Linked DNA regions of Canis lupus: region 1 is linked to region 2. The links are chromatin contacts, called in public Hi-C maps. All regions are on one chromosome and are shown on one strand. Each heading gives the region's core, a stretch centred on a gene start, on an enhancer-like site or on the middle of the called end of the contact. The rest is flanking DNA. Distances are from core to core; before and after follow the strand shown.

Region 1 (2,700 bases), core at 187-2,686, 120 kb before region 2:
GGCCAGCCTCTGCTTTCCCCCACGAACTCTTCAGGAATTTTCCACCTGCGCTCTAGGGAGAAAGGCCCCACCCTAGATTTCCGTGTGGCTCTAGGTTCATCAAGGCCGGTGTTAAGAGTCCTCTCTCCTGAAGCCTAAGGGGGTTTAAGGTTGACTTGCACAATCGTACTCGGCTTGAAACAAGGGTCGTAGTGGGCCCTGCACAAGCAGGGGAAAAGCAGTTAAAAGCTTAAGAGGACAACTTCTGGGCACATTTTCTTTTCATTTCGACTTGGAACTAGAAATGGGGTTAGAGGAGGTGCCTGCTTTCTGAAGGCTTGCCGTGCGAGAACAAATCACCTGGTGAGACACGATTAGGGTACAGCAGCCTTTTCCCGACGGCCAGGACAGGGTGCTAGGTGGACTGGGGGTTCTCTTAGCATCGCCAGCACCGCTAAGCATCCCAGCCGACGTTATACAGCTTGTAGTCGTGTCTGCACGTTCTTCACGGGGCAGAAGACCTTCCCCACACAGAGCTGTCAGCTTTCAAGAAGACAGTTTGCTTCCTCAACCTGAAATTGGGTCGGAGACTACGGAGGAGAAAAACACGCTTGGTTCACGTCCCGCGAGGGAGCTCCCCGCCCCCCCCCCCCGCCCCCCAAGCTCTTGACAACAGGTGGTTGTGATGAGCCCGGTCCTGGCCTCGGTGCAACTGCGAACACGGCTGCAGGCGGGCGCCCGCTCCTCCCAGGGTCTCTGGGACCTGCTGCTGAGAGAAGAGGGGGCCCAGCCACGGTGTCCGGGACCTGGGGGGGGGCCGGAGAGGAGCCTCAGGTGTCCAGGGAGACTGGTTTGAGCCTTTCTCCCCGTCTCCCGCAGTGCGCCCCCCACCCCGCGCCCCATTCTGGGGCTCCTGGGGGTCCTGCTGTTCTCCCGAGGGCGCGGGGGGGTCACCTCTCCTGACCCCGGTCCTGCAGGGGAGGTGCCAGAAGGGCTATTTTAGGTGGCGCTGCCCCCCCCCCCCCCCCCGGGTTCCCGCCGGCTGGGGATGATGTGATGGGGCCGGGGCCGGCGGGGAGCGCGGGGGGGGGCGCGGGGTGGTCCCCGGGGCCGGCGGGGAGCGCGGGGCGGGGGCGCGGGGTGGTCCCCGCAGGGAGGACGTTCCCGGGCGGCGGCCTGCGTCACAGCGGGGCCGGGCCGGGCGGCGGCGGCGGCGGCGGCGGCGGCGACCCCGGGCCCGGGCGCTGGGCGGCGCTGGCTGCCGCGGGCCGGGCGGCGCGCGGGGCGGCGCTGGCGGCGGGAGGAGGGCTCTGCGGGGCCGGGCGGCAGCTGCGTCCCGGCTCGGAGCCCGCGAGGAGGACGAGGAGGGAGGCGCCGCCGTGGCCGCGGCCGCAGTGCTCGGGCGCCACCCGCCCTGAGCGGCGGCCCCGCCGACGACCCCGCCGCCGAGCCGGCCCGGGAGACCGCCCGCCGCTCCCCAGCGCCGTCCCCGCCGGCAGCCCGGCGCCCGGAGGTAAGGGCGGGGACCGCCGAGGGATGCTGGCGAGGGCGGCCCGCTAGGTGCGCGGGAGCCGCGGCCCCGCCCGCCCCCGCCCTCGGAGCCCCCCGCTGCCTGGGCTCGGGGACCCCCGCGGGGCGCCCCAGGCTGGCGCCCAGCTCCGCGCGGCCGCCGCAGGTCCTGCGGACTTGGGGGGGCGGACGGTGGGGGGGCCGGGAGGAGGAGGGGGCCGAGGAGGAGGAGGAGGACGAGGAGGAGGAGGGGAGAGGCGGCCACCGCGGGGCGATCGTCCTTCTCCCCTACCTGGAGCCCCCCGCGCCCCCACGGCCTGTCCCTTCTGGGGTGCTCTCCCCGTGTACCCCCGGGCCCCTGAAGTTAGCACTTTCGGGGAGCGAGGAACCGGAGGGCCCCCGACGGGAGCGCGAGCGCGGCGCCTGCCCCCGGGGGACCGGGGGAGCGAGGGTCGGGCGGGGCGGGCGGGCCCGGGAGCCAGGTGTCCAGGCCGGCGGTGGAGGAGGGGACCGCCGCCCTCCGCCCAAACGCAGGCCGCCGCGCCTTCCCTTTGCAGCCGGTTCCCGGCAGCGAGGTGGCCGGGGGTGGAGTGCGCGACTCCGGAGCCCTCGGACGTGCTCCCGGGACGCTGGTTCCTTTCTGGCCCCCCAGCACCCCCCCAGCATCCCCTCCCAGCATCCCCTCCCAGCATCCCCCAGCGCCCCCCCAGCATCCCCCCAGCGCCCCCCAGAACCCCCCAGCACCCCCCCAGCATCCCCCCAGCACCCCCCCAGCATCCCCCCCCCCTCCCCCGCCGGTGCGCAGCACCTCGCCGCGCCTTCCACAGCCCGCGCGCCACCCGGCCCTGAACAAGCCCAGGCACCTAGCCCACATCCCAGGACGGTTATTTCGGGGTGTGAAGACCACACTTCACTTGGTTTCAAATTCTTTTTAGACACTGGAAACTCAGCAAACCCGTTAGGGAAACACTTGCAAGTTTCCATCCTCCTTAAAGTAAAAAATAAGAACCAGTCCGTTTTTTGGGGGGGGAGTGGAGTGCCAGCGTTGGGCAAAGGCAGGCTGAGCTACCCTATTTATGACGGCTTTATGGGGGAGGAATAGATACAGGGAATGACAGTCCTGTTTTGTTCCCATGCTTCTTGCAATGTAAGAAATGGAGCCCCAACCAACGGGCACCTTTGCGGACAGGTATGGAGTGGTTTTGTAAGGCT
Region 2 (2,700 bases), core at 129-2,628:
CTCAAGTATACAAGTATTAGGAGAACTTGCGGCGTATGGAGAGGCTTTAAAAAAAATCTCATAGCCATGCTGCTCGAGGGGCCTGGTGTTCGGAAAGCACCTGTGAGAGCCCAGGAAAGACCGTGTGCTCTGAGGTTGGGCATGTACTTTAGCCAGTTGGGGGACACTCATGACCCAGTGTTTCTGGGCCTATGGGGGGCCCGCAGCCAGGGACCCCAGCTATGAGGGGTGAAGGCCTGCCTCCGGCTTCTCCAGCATCACTTTCTCTCACCACCCTTCCCACTCACTCCCACGCAAGTACACATACACACAGGCCTAGAGATGAAAGAGCAGCTCCTTCTCACCAACCCCCCAACAATCCATGTTTCTGCCTTCACCATTGTGCTTCCAACCCTTCACAGGTGGCCAAAGGAGAGCCCAAGGATAAGGCAACATGACCGAGTGCAGACACAGGTTGAAGCCAGGCGCCTGAGCAGCTGGTGAGTAAGAGGGCTGTCCCCACATCTCGGGGAAATGTGACGGAGGCCAGCCTGGCAAGGAGATAGAGAAAACTGCCAGGGGAAGGTGAGGCAGGTAGCTGTTAACCCCTCAAAAAGGGAGGTGGCCTTTAGAAAGACCTCGACCAGCGCACAGAGCTGCTGGCCCGGCGGAGAGGACACAGACACCTGCGTCTCAGGTTGGGAACGGCCCATCTTCGGCTCCAGGCCCCAGGCTCCTGAGATGGCCTTTGCTCTGCGAGCCTGCTGCCCAGTGGCTTTTCAGCGGCTTTTCGGACCGCACAACCCACGCCCTGAGCTTTCCAGCCTTTGCTCACTGGCGTCTTGCATCTCGGCTCGGTCAAAACTGATGGGAGCTAATTAGTGCTGAGGCAGAGACGCCAGTTCACTTCCCTGCACCTCATCATTTGTTTTCCTTGTTTCCCGGAGGCATGCTTAGGTGCGCCACGCTCTCCCAGGCATGCACGCGTATTTACACGTGCACACGCCCCCTCGCCCCCACACACTCACACACGTGCACCTGTATGCGTGTATATACGTGCACACATATTTACACGTGCACCACACACTCGTGCGCACCGGCCCAGGCCGCTCCAGCTGCGGGCTCCTGCAGGGTCTCTAACCTGGGCGCCCGGGCACCTGGGACAACCTCACGCCCGAGTTTCTCCGGCTCCCCCCGCACCTGCAATCCGCAAGTCATCCCTCCACCTTCCGCCCCGTTTCCAGCCACTGTCAGTGGAGCCGGAGACCTTCCAGCCCTGCGTGTCCGTGAAAAGCGACTGTTGGAGACCCAAGCCCCGACGTTCCAGGGCCTCGCCGGACCGTCAGCGCCCCTGCGCCCCAGGCTGGCTCGGCCGAGGCGGGGAAGCCCTCTGGTGGCCGCTGCCGATGTGACAACAGGCTCCCAGGCTCGGTGCTGCGGGGACGGCGCTCCCCGTGAAGACACAGTCTGCGAAGTCCCTGCGGCCTAAATGCACCCTCCCCGTCGCCCCCAGGCCTCACCAGGTCCCCGCAGACAGCTGTCCCCAGGCCCGCCGAGCTCTGTCTTCGCGCCCAGGCGGGGTGGGCCGCCGGGGACCCTGGCCCGGACACTCAGGGGAGGTCCCCCGAGCTCTCTGCTGAAGGCTTCCAGGCTCCGGTGGCGGCTCTCTGGTGGAGATGGGCCAAAGGGACCCTTCCTGGAGAGGCACACCCGTCTCAGGACAGGTCGGGCAGCACTGGCACACACAGGCTGGAGCTGTCCCCTTCCCGGACCGTGCTGGTGCTGAGCCACTTTCTGGAGGTGTCCTTCCTCCAGGTACCCTGTTCCTCAAAGGTACCGCGCTCAGGAAAAGATAGAGAACCACAAGTCTTCTGGGCAAAAGTTCCAGCATCCACAGTCTGGCCTCGAACGTCCTTTCTAGCCTTAGAGTTAAGTATAGTGTCCGGGTCAGGGGCTAGAATTAGACGGCCTGGGCTAGAACCCCAGGTCCCCAACTTATTGGCTATGTAACTGTGTGGAAGGTTCTAAATCCTTCGTTTCTATGCAAGGTGGTTGATATTTTATTTTTTTACTCTTTATTTTTTTTATTTATATATATATTTTTTGGTGGTTGATATTTTAATGAGGTAGCCTGTGTATCGGCCTTAGCCTGGTGCTTGCCACACAGTCGGTGCCCAATTGACGACAGCTGTCACTAGTACTCCTCGGTCAACAGGCCGACTGATCTGCTCACAGGTCAGGCACATGCTTGCACTTTCCATCTCTGCACTTTGGCTTGTGACACTTTATTTGCCTGGAATGTCCTCTCCCTGTTCTCTAATGTCAAGACCTCACCTGTTCTGCTGAGCCCAGCTCAAATTTCTTCACCTGCTTAGGGAACTGAGCTAATCCTGGACTTAGGAACCTCACGCGTTATTGTGAGGGGAAACAAATACTTTGTGATAGTGCAGCGTATAAACGTATACGTGTGTGTCATAGAAAAATGTGCATGGTATTTTATTGCTTGTACAATCATTCTACAAAATTAGATAAAGCCTTATAATGTGTATTCCTGCATTACCGGAATAGTTACTCAAATTGTTTTGACATTTTACTTCTCTGCGTAACTATATAATAAATGCCATGAGGATAAAAGCTCTGTTTTATACTTACATTGTCCATAGAACGTATCTTACATGATACTTTCGCTATATTAGGTACTCAGTCCTCATTTCGTTAAGA

The links. A called contact is a pair of places that touch in the nucleus more often than the background predicts.
Region 1: a Hi-C map of amygdala shows a contact between it and region 2, with 4 times the contacts expected there. The contact joins the promoter of LRRC8C here to the enhancer-like site in region 2. A contact is called at or near these places in 3 of 9 Hi-C or Micro-C datasets (amygdala, blood and skin fibroblasts).

What each region holds. Positions count from the first base shown.
Region 1 is chr6:59,498,011-59,500,710 of UU_Cfam_GSD_1.0, reverse strand. LRRC8C (volume-regulated anion channel subunit LRRC8C) reads left to right here and starts at 1,436. Exons shown (of 3, transcript XM_038541439.1): 1 at 1,436-1,492. It overlaps LOC111096524 (a long non-coding RNA gene), which reads right to left and starts at 587. Exons shown (of 2, transcript XR_005360432.1): 1 at 340-587.
Region 2 is chr6:59,378,004-59,380,703 of UU_Cfam_GSD_1.0, reverse strand. LOC111096522 (a long non-coding RNA gene) reads left to right here. Exons shown (of 6, transcript XR_005360429.1): 5 at 402-479; 6 at 1,224-2,572. Among named protein-coding and RNA genes, the nearest start is that of LRRC8C, 120 kb to the left of the region's middle. Within about 2 kb of position 1,378, at least 6 of the 20 cell types and tissues checked have an H3K27ac peak or open chromatin away from gene starts, as enhancers often do.